Linked DNA regions of Bos taurus: region 2 is linked to region 1. A link is a contact called in public Hi-C data. All regions are on one chromosome and are shown on one strand. The core of a region is the stretch at or near the end of the contact, and the rest is flanking DNA. Distances in the headings are between cores, read along the strand shown. Region 1 overlaps ZBTB16 (zinc finger and BTB domain containing 16). Region 2 overlaps ZBTB16 (zinc finger and BTB domain containing 16).

Region 1 (4,725 bases), core at 799-3,298:
TGCATAGTAAACGTAATCTGCTCAAATCATCCCCAAACGAGCTCCCCACCCCCCTGAATCATCCCCCAAAACTGGTCCTGGTGCCCAAAACGTTGGGGACCACCACTCTACTCCATCCCCAATTCTCTCCGCAGTACCTGACGCGTGGGTGGCGCTCACTAATTGCCCCATAAACCAAGAAACCCTCAGGCAGGTTCCTGGTTTGCAGAACTGGCCTGTGAAGGGGACACTGGGCACTCAGGGCACTGCCAGGCCATCCCCTAGGGGGTGGCAGAGTCCTTGGTCTACACGTGCTGGGCTGCCTGCTGTCCCTTTTTCAAAACTCAAGGACACGGTCTCCGCCTGGAACTCAGGCAGTCTGGAGGAAAAGGAATGGGAAACAGGAAGTGGAGCTGTCTGCTTCCCCTGGAGCAAGACGCCCCTCTCCTCTGCCCGCCCTCTGGCTCCCTGTCCAGCCGCCCAGGGCTCACTCCGCTGCAGTGAACAAGCAAGCCCTCCCTCCAGCCCACTCGGCAGCCTCTGATCAGCCCAGGTGGACCCTCCACAGGCTGGCAGAGATCTGCTGAGCACACCCACTCCTAGTCCAGACGCTGACTTTAGCTGAGAAAAATGGGGCTATGTTAGCCCCTCAGTTGTGGCCGACTCTTTGGGGCCCCACAGATTGTAGCCTGCCAGGCTCCTCTGTCCATGGGATTCTCCAGGCAAGAATTCTGGAGTGGGTTGCCATTTCCTTCTCCAGGGGATCTTCCCGACCCAGGGATCCAACAGAAGGTGGCGGGGGGGGGGGGGGGGGGGGTGTTGCGGGTGGGAGGAGCCACCTGACCATTCTGAATTCTCCCCTTCCTCCCTGATGCCTCCAGAAAGTGAAACAAGGGCCAGAGGAAGGAGGAGGGCTCACAGCAGGTTAAGACTGGGTGAAAAGAAAGGAGGCAGTTGCCACAGCCCACATGGAGGCGGCCTCTGTGTGTGTGTGGGAGCCGCTTCACTCTGGGCTAAGGATCACCCCGACTCACAGGAATCAAAGGCGAGACATGCCAGAAAAGCACTTTCAAAACCATAAAGCTTTCTATCAATGCCCAGCATTCCAACAACAGAGCTGCAATCCAGTAGAAGCATGTCAGGCAGGCTGCCCACAGCCACCCTCCTCTCCTGCCACCCCCTCAGGCCGCTCCTCCTTGGCAAAGCACAGGGCCTTCTTGCCCAGAAATGGGGTTGGGGGTCCCGAGTACCTAAGGGAGGGGACGAGAAGGCACTGCACACAATCAGATGTGGCCTGGAGCCTCTCTGAAGCCAGTAAGGCACAAGCCAATGATAAAAGGAAAAAATTTCAAAATCCCTTGTCTCCCAAAACTCTCCCACCCCCGTGCTAACAAGAAGGGGCGGGGAGGGGGCAGGGAGGAACCAGTGAAAAAACACCTAACGTTTGCCAGCATCTAATGTTGAGTACTGTGTCCTTTTTCTTTTAATTCCTTGAGATTTTAAAATAAACATCTTGACTGTTCTGATGAGATATGCATGCCTGCTTACATAAGGAAGTACAGAGTGTACCAAAACAGCAGACCCAAAAAAAGCATAAGCTGTCAGAACAATGAGTACAGACTCCGGGCATTTTACAACGGGCCATGGTGTACAGTTTTATTTACAGTACCTCTTATCTGACAGAGAACAGTACACTGGCTGCCAATTCCAAAGGCCAGCACTGCATGTTCTTTCACTCAAGGAGATGTGTACTCCCTAAGAGGAGCTGGAAAGCCTGCGCTCGCTCTCTCTCTAGCTCAGTCGTGCACTCTTTCACCTTTATCAACAAAACAAAAACTGATACAGAACCAGCATCTCTGTAAGAGACACAGATTTAGGGGAGAGGAAACAGGGAAGGCAGGTGGGCAGATGTGGGCTGCCCGGAAAACAACCAGCCCTATCGATTGGCTCAGGATATGGTTCAAGGGTAGTTCTCCGTGACAACCAAGTAGGAGAAAGGTCCTCCGGGCCTGGCCCAGCTTGCAAGATGGGGGTGGCAGGGTGAACTAATAACCCTGGGCCTCAATCAAAGGTAGGACTCAGAAAGTCACCAGGACAGACTCCCTGGCCAGGCGACAGAGATCACGGAATGACCGGGGATTCTGGGCGGCAGACTCTCCTGATCTCTAGACGTCAATTTCCCATCAATGCACTGCCAAGTGCCAAACACAGTGTCCCTCATCCCTATCACTCAGTTCTCAGCCCGGAGAGGCTTAGAAAAGCTCCTCTGTTACCACTTTTAACACCAGCAGATAACCCACTAGGCTTAGAAACACAGTCCATGGCCCATAGAAACACATATACTAAATACACAGCTGCAGAGCAGGGAGAACCCTTGCTCTGGAATCAAAACACACACAGGTTCAAGTCCTGGGTTCTACCATTTCTAACTACCACCCCCAAGTAAGCTAATTATCTTCTCTGGACCTGTTTCTTCACCTGTAAAACTGGGCACAGAGTATCTACTTCACAGGGCTGACTGGTGACTCATTTAAATACTATATGTAAAGTCTTTACCACCATGCCCGGCATCCAGTAACTGCTCAATAAAAGCTGGTTGTCAAATTGACTTCCTCGTCATTACCACTGCTTGCTCCTCTTCCCCCGGGGTCAGTGTCTGAGACCCACACAGACATCAAATGAATGTAATACACATCTCATAACATTTAAAACATTCTCACCACCCCAGACCAAAGAACAAGAGAAACAAAGGAGGAGAGACTCCCTCTCTGGTCCAGTCTCTAGGAGACTTTCTCTGGGGAGTGGAAGATAAAGGCAGATGACACCGATGATTACGCACTCCTAATGAGCCCCCATAGAAACCAACAATGCACATTTCCGGCCACGCCCCCACGTCCCAGGACGAAGGGCTCTCTGCACCAGACCCTGGTCCCTACACACTGTGGGCACAACGCCAGCCACAGCACTGTCAGCCTCCTACTGAGATGAGTGCATACCTATTTAAGGTGAATTACTTTGAGTAAAATACAAGTGGGATGATAAATCTGTTGCAGTAAAAACAACATACAAACGTCTCTGAAATCTTAAGGCGCTGATATGGGGGTCACCTTCCCACTGCCTCTAACCCCTTTCTTTCCTGGGCAACTTCCATGTCTGGCTAATCAAGGTATAGTGGGAACTGGTGCAAAGGCACCAACACCTCTCTTACCATGGAAACTCCAGCCTTTGTTGTGAGCAGACTTCCTTCCAGATAATGCCGTGCCAACTCGGAGATGTCCCTGAGGTACAGCCCTACAGTGGCCACTGGCCAGACAGGGCTCTGGGGTTCTGCCATTCACTGGCGGTATGGGCCTGGCAACAACTTTGTGGCCTTACTTCCCTCCTTAAAATGGGGTTATCTATCCTCATAAGATAGCATGAACAAGAACCTGTATGAAGTACCAGGCACACAGTAAGTACCTGGATAGTTATTATGATTACAGAATAATTTCACTGCATCAAGTTGATGAGCTCCGGGAGACCAGCCTTTGGACAGAGTCTTCAGGAACTTCAGTCTGTAATACTCTAGCCCCATAGTTCCCACCTATGATGAGCAAGCGGCTCAGAAAGGAGAGACACTGTATTCTCTGGGGCCCTTGAATGCACGGTCTTCAGCTGTTTTGGATAAGAGAAGGGGCACCCTTGGATGAGGCAGGTGAACTGGCCCTGTCTGAGCTGTATAGTCGTGGGTGAATCACTTCATCCTTCTATCTGTAAATGACTAGTTTTAAGTGGAGACCCGAGGGAGAAGAAAAGATGAACGGGAGTCTCTGGGGAAGCTGGAAAAACAGGGCAAAGGAGGCTTAAAGTGGCTGTGAATGAAGTGAAGTTGCTCAGTCGTGTCCAACTCTTTGAGACCCTGTGGACTGTAGCCCGCCAGGCTCCTCCGTCCATGGGATTCTCCAGGCAAGAATACTGGAGTGGGTTGCCATTTCCTTCTCCATAAAGCGGCTGTAAAGGGGCCCAAATGCTTACAACCCTTGGCAATGGGACAGTGGTGCTGGATCAAGTTGGGGCTGGGTTCCCTGGTTCCAGCAGGGGATTCCTTCCCCAGGGGCAGACTTTGCTCCATCCGGCAGGCAAAGTGGGGCAGACAGTCCAGACACTGAGAGAATCATTAACCAGACAGAGCTGGGCTGAGCCAGTGAGGCTGAGGCGGAGGCTGACCTGAGTTCCAGGGAACACCCAAGCTTTCAGGTATCCATGGCTTCATCCTGCTTAACAGAGGTGGCACTGTGCTCTTGGTATTTGTAAAGGACGAGGTAAAAAGGCCACAAAAACTCTAGCGGCGGGGGGACTTCTGCCATGATTTCACTGGACATCCCCTCAACCAACCCCTGGTCACCAGCAAGGATCTTCCTCCCTGGTTCCCACTCGGGGATTCTCAGATGAGAAGTTCCTAAAGGACAGAGGGCTCTCTGCTGGCGTCCAGCAGCCTTGAAGCCCTGTTTGTGATCTGAGCCTCCAGCCTCCTGCTCTCAGCCTCAACCCCTCTGCTCCTTCTACTGCAGTTCCCCATCAGGGGTCTGCACCCAAAATCCGGCATGGCGTGGGCCCACCCCCCACCCGCCTCCCAGGGGAAGAGCATGGTACTACCTGGACAACGCGTGCTAAGTCAGTTCAGTCACATCCAGCTCTGTGGCCCCTCGGACTGTAGCCCGCCAGCTGTCCATGGGACTCTCCAGGCAAGAATACTAGAGTGGGCTG
Region 2 (5,199 bases), core at 2,678-5,177, 48 kb before region 1:
TCCTTCTTTCCAGTGATCTTCGTGTCTCTCTTGGGGTGGTAGTACTTTTATTTCCCTTGGGAGACAGCATTGGAGCGTTACTCTTAGCATCATTCACTCATTTTCTCATGCATCTGGCACCTGGCGTTTCTTGAGCTCCAATTCTGCACAGGCATCAAATACCAAGGCTTTAGCCCTAAGAAGACACTTCTTGCCCTCACTAAGCTTGCAGTCCAAGAAATGGACAGAAAGAAGTCTAGACTCTAAAGTCAGACAGAACCTGGCTCTGCCATTTACTTCCTAGCTAGAGAATAGTAGGCAAATTTCCTAATATCTCTGGGTCTCGGTTTATCTTTATTAGAGTGATAACATCTACGATTCAAGCTCGCTGGAAGGGTTGGAGGTAATATATGAGTCTACCACAGTATGAGAGCGTCTGTCATAGCTCAGTCGGTAGAGGATGTGCCTGCAGTGCAGAAGACCCAGGTTCGATTCCTGGCTTGGGAAGATCCCCTGGAGAAGGAAATGGCAACCCACTCCAGTATTCTTGCCTGGCGAATCTCTTGAACAGGGGAGCCTGGCAGGCTACAGTCCATGGGGTCATGGACTAAGTCAGACACGACTTAGTGACTAAAACCAATAACTGCCACCACAGTGTGAGACGGTAGGGAGTGGAGAATTGGTAGCTGGTTAGAACAGGGATCCAGGGACCTGGTTGAAGGCCATAGGGAGTCAGGTATGTAAATAATGGATTTGGTGTTTGAACTTGGGTACCCTGAACTGAGGGTTTCCCTGATGGCTCATATGGTAAAGAATCTGTCTGCAGTGCAGGAGACCCGGGTTCAATCCCTGGGTCGGGAAGATCCCCTGGAGAAGGAAAGGACAACCCACTCCATTCTTCTTGCCTGGAGAATTCCATGGACAGAGCAGGCTGGCGAACTATAGACCATGAGGTTGCAAAGAGTACAAAGGTGTTTGCAACTAACACCTTCACCTTCACCCTGAACTGTGCAGGCCCACTCCAGGTGGTGCTGACAGAGAATACTCCAGGCCTTTCATCACCAGCAAGAGCTACTCCTCTGAAGTATTACATTGAAACCTGCCCCACCCCACCAGCTCTCCCATCCAGGTACTCTCACCAGAACTGTTCTCGGAGCCCCAATGATCCCCAGCATGTCCTTCCTTTCTGCCTTCTTTTTCCATCAGCCCCTACTTCAGGGCCCATGGTTCAACTCCCATCTGCTTTCTGGCCAGTTCGTGAACTCCCTTGCCCATTATCCTTCCACTGTACCGCCCCCACCCCCGCCAAACGCTACCCTTGGATCAGTCTAACTCCTTGCCTCCTCCACTCCTAGAGCTGCCTACACATGCTGCCTCCCCTTCCTTCCCATGTGCCCAACCCACCATGATGTCAGCCCTGCTTCCATCATTCCACGGAGACCAAGACTGTTCGCCTCTGATAACCAATGACCCCATGTCACTAAATCCAACAGATGTTTCTAGTCCCTCTTAGGGGGCTTAATGGCAGCATAAGACTGATGACTACTTTTTCCCTTTAGAAACCTCTTTCATGACACCACACTCTCCTGGTCTCCATCCCGTTTCTTCCAGCAACTCTGTTTTAATCTCCATGGTGGGTTGGGACTATCCTGGACAGCACAGTTATGTTGGAGTTCCTTTGGATTCTGTTCCAGGCTCTCCTCTCTTGTTTTGTAAACTCATCAGCTTCAAGAATCATTTATATGCTGATGACACCAATAGATACATGGCCAGCAAATCTCCCTCCTTCCCGAATTCCAGACATAACAATGAATCCAAATGCCTCTTATGGGTCCCCACTGGATGTCACACAGGCCTCAGTGCTGTGACACTAAAACTGTTCATCATCTTAACAGCAATAACAAAGTTCTTCTCCTTCACCCCCATTTCAATAAAGGGCTTCCACTGTCACCCACTGGGCCCCAAGTAAGAAAAGGGGCCATCATCTTTGATTCTTTTCTCTCTCATCTTCGACAACAGATCAGTTATCAAATTTCTTCAGCCTCCTAAGTACCGTGAACTTTTCCCACTTCTTATCCGTCCTCGCTGTAAATACACTGGTTCCAGCTACCACAATTTCTTGCCTGGATTACGGCAATACTTTCCTTACTAATCTCCTTGCCTTCAGTGTATAAACCCCTCCAGTCTATTCACAACTGTGTAGTCCAAGTCATTTTTCTACAACATAATTTGATGTCACTCTCCGAGGACCTTTTAACGGCTCCCCATCACCCTCAGGAAAAACACATAGTTACTTAAGGCTTTTAGGGGTCTTTCACAGTTAATGTCCATCATCTCACCACACTCAGGCCTCAGCCCTACTCCCCACTCCCATTTTTCCGTTCATACACCAGCCTAACTTGACTCCAACTCTGAGCATTGTTGACCTCAGTCTGGCATTCTTCCCTTTCTCCCCCAGTAACCTATCTTCTTTACTTAATAACTTCTCATCCTGCAGAAGACACCACCTCCAAGAAGCCTCCCCAACTCCCCATCCATGTGGAGGCCTCCATGTGTGCTCTTATAACATCTTATGCCTCCACTGTAACAATATTTATCCTGTACGTGACTTGCTTATTTACCTATCTTGCCTCCCTGTAAGACATGAGCCCCATGAGGACAGGCATTCTATTTACTCACCACTGCATTCCCAGAGCCTAATACACTATTAGGTATATGATGGGTGTTGATAAATATTTACTGAATGGATAAATAAACGATACACACAGTTTTAACCATTAATATCTCTGTGGGTTTGGTCCACGGTCCTTGGCAAGTTACGATTTCTAAAGTCCACGCCATTAATATTTGATTCTTACTGACTTCAAGTAAAACATGCCTCGTTACCCTCTTCAGCCATTCCACCACCAGCCCAGATTCCCTGTGAGTTGCAGGCTTCTGGGCCTGTCTGTTTCTATGATTAGTTTTCCTGACTGTAGAATAATCTTTAGCAAGACGTCTGCAGTCTTTTTGTTCTGGTGTTCTGGAAACAGTGTATTCTGATTTAGTGATCATCTGAAAGCTGATAAATTGAGATTAAAAAAAAAAAAAAAAAAAACTACCAAAAAGTGTATTGTAAAGGGATCCCTTAAAAGCTTGAATATTTGTTACAATATACTTAATAGTATGAATGACAAGTGTGAAGTCGTATCCATATGCTCCAGAATCTGGGCATGGGCTCTCCTGGGCTTGGCTTCACCTCCCAACCTGGAAGCCCTCCTGTGCAGAACTACCCAGGGGGTACATGTGGCACCCAGTGCAGAACCCACCCAGATGTCTCTTCAAGATGGAAAATCATCTGCACCAAAGGAGGATCCAGCTCTTTGAACGAAAGGACTGTAGAACGGAGTTACCAGATATTACTTTCTGGCCAAAGCTGTGAGCTGGCAGCCAACAAGTCACTAACAGTTTGGAACCTGATGTTAAAGCTGGCAACTCCTCCTGGCCCCTGGCAGGACGTGGACCCAAGGCTATACGTGCACCTGGTGTCCACTTGCTACCTCTTCCTCCTCTAAGATCAGAGCAGGCCCTCAGCTCTCCCCGCAGGACTTGCTCTGAGCTGCCCAGAGGACACAGTCCTCTACACTCAGGCAGTGCGCGTCCCCAAATCACACTCTGGGCGGGCTGCTTTCATCCTTCTTCAGAGGGTGATGATGTATACTGTCCTATCCTGAGACTCCATCTCTACAGCAGATGGAAAACGTCTACAACAGAGCTGCTAATGGAAATGCCCAAAGCTGCGTCACTATCACACACATAAGCTGTGACCTCCAATACTATCCTGCTCGGAAACTCAAGATTGATTTTTCAAGAGTTCAACAGGCTTTTGCAGATCTGAGTCCAGGGCTGCTCTCTGACCTGGTCAAAGACCCAGTTCCTGTGGCTCTACGGTTGACCTGCCAGCGGTGAGTGTAGTACCTGGTGTTCTTGTAAGCAAATGTGACAACACAGGGAGCCCCTGGGAGATACCAGGTCCCAGGCCAAGGGGCCTTGGCATTGCCCACATCCATTCAGGTCCCTTTGTTTGTCCAGCTTGTCCACAACTATTTCCCTATCCCCCACTTCTCAAAACCCTTGGAAATGAGAAAGCAGTGTTTACTCATTCATCTTTCCTAACTCTTTTTGGGGGGGGTGAGAAGGTGGGAAGCTTATGATTTTTTAGACTAGTGCTAGGGGCCTTTGAGAATTGGCAAATACTGAGGACGCTTTCTGTTTATTTGCATTACAGTAACTGTTCATTTGGTGGATCTTCACAAAGGTCTTTGAAAGAAGTGAGGAATTGTCAAAATGTTCCCATCTGAATTCAAAGAGAAGTACCGTGCAGCTTTTTGAAGCCTCTGGGATCAGCGGCAAAGATCAACAAGAAAGACCTTATCCTTCCAAAGGACTTCAAGACAGGTTCCCCACCACCACTCACGCAAGATGTCTGGTTCCAGGAGGGTTTTCCACGCAGGCAACGCCAGTAACAAGCCCCAGTGGACGTTGTGTGGTCACACCCACTCCTTTTCACGGCCTGAGCCTTCTCTTTGGACAGACCTGTTTCTTACTCCTCCCTGGCTCCTCCATTCTCCAAATGCTCCCCAGGTCACCCATCCTATTCCCTTCTCCCTGGTCTTCCCTTCCTCCCCCTCACATCAGCTGTTTTTTGGAAACAACGGCCTATTGAGATAAGACTAGTTCGTTAGTAATACCAGTACAGAGAAAGCTTACACCACCTCTTGATGTGAGGGGTCTGGACAACAGAGCAGTGGGGAGGGGGCCGTGCGGACTGTACAAGGCCTCAGACAAGGACAGCACAGACACAGCCCTCAAATCTTTCAGCTCTGACAACCTGGGCAGCTCATGAGCTTTGGGTTTTCTGAAACATTGAGGGCAGTGCACAAGCAGGACAGGCTGAGAGGAGGTTGGGGGACGCACGTGGACTCCCTGTGACATTTTCTATTTTTTATTTTTATTTATTTATTTTTTAAATATAAATTTATTTATTTTTTAATATAAATTTATATAATTTAATTGGAGGCTAATTACTTTATAATATCACATTGTTTTGCCATACATTGAGATGAATCCACCACGGGTGTATACGTGTTCCCCATCCTGAACCCCCCTCCCACCTCCCTCCCCATCCCATCCATCTGGGTCATCCCAGTGCACCAGCCCCGAGCACCCTGTATCATGCAT

The links. Hi-C and Micro-C count contacts between places; a contact is called where the count stands out from the background.
Region 2: a Hi-C map of liver shows a contact between it and region 1, with 4 times the contacts expected there. The contact joins two enhancer-like sites. A contact is called at or near these places in 2 of 11 Hi-C or Micro-C datasets (liver and skeletal muscle).

Annotation. Positions count from the first base shown.
Region 1 is chr15:24,701,939-24,706,663 of ARS-UCD2.0, reverse strand. The region is part of intron 3 of ZBTB16 (zinc finger and BTB domain containing 16); the gene reads right to left. Among named protein-coding and RNA genes, the nearest start is that of NNMT, 100 kb to the left of the region's middle. Within about 2 kb of position 2,048, at least 44 of the 102 cell types and tissues checked have an H3K27ac peak or open chromatin away from gene starts, as enhancers often do. A contact at or near this core is called in liver, where this site is marked.
Region 2 is chr15:24,751,754-24,756,952 of ARS-UCD2.0, reverse strand. The region is part of intron 4 of ZBTB16 (zinc finger and BTB domain containing 16); the gene reads right to left. Among named protein-coding and RNA genes, the nearest start is that of NNMT, 54 kb to the left of the region's middle. Within about 2 kb of position 3,927, at least 2 of the 102 cell types and tissues checked have an H3K27ac peak or open chromatin away from gene starts, as enhancers often do. A contact at or near this core is called in liver, where this site is marked.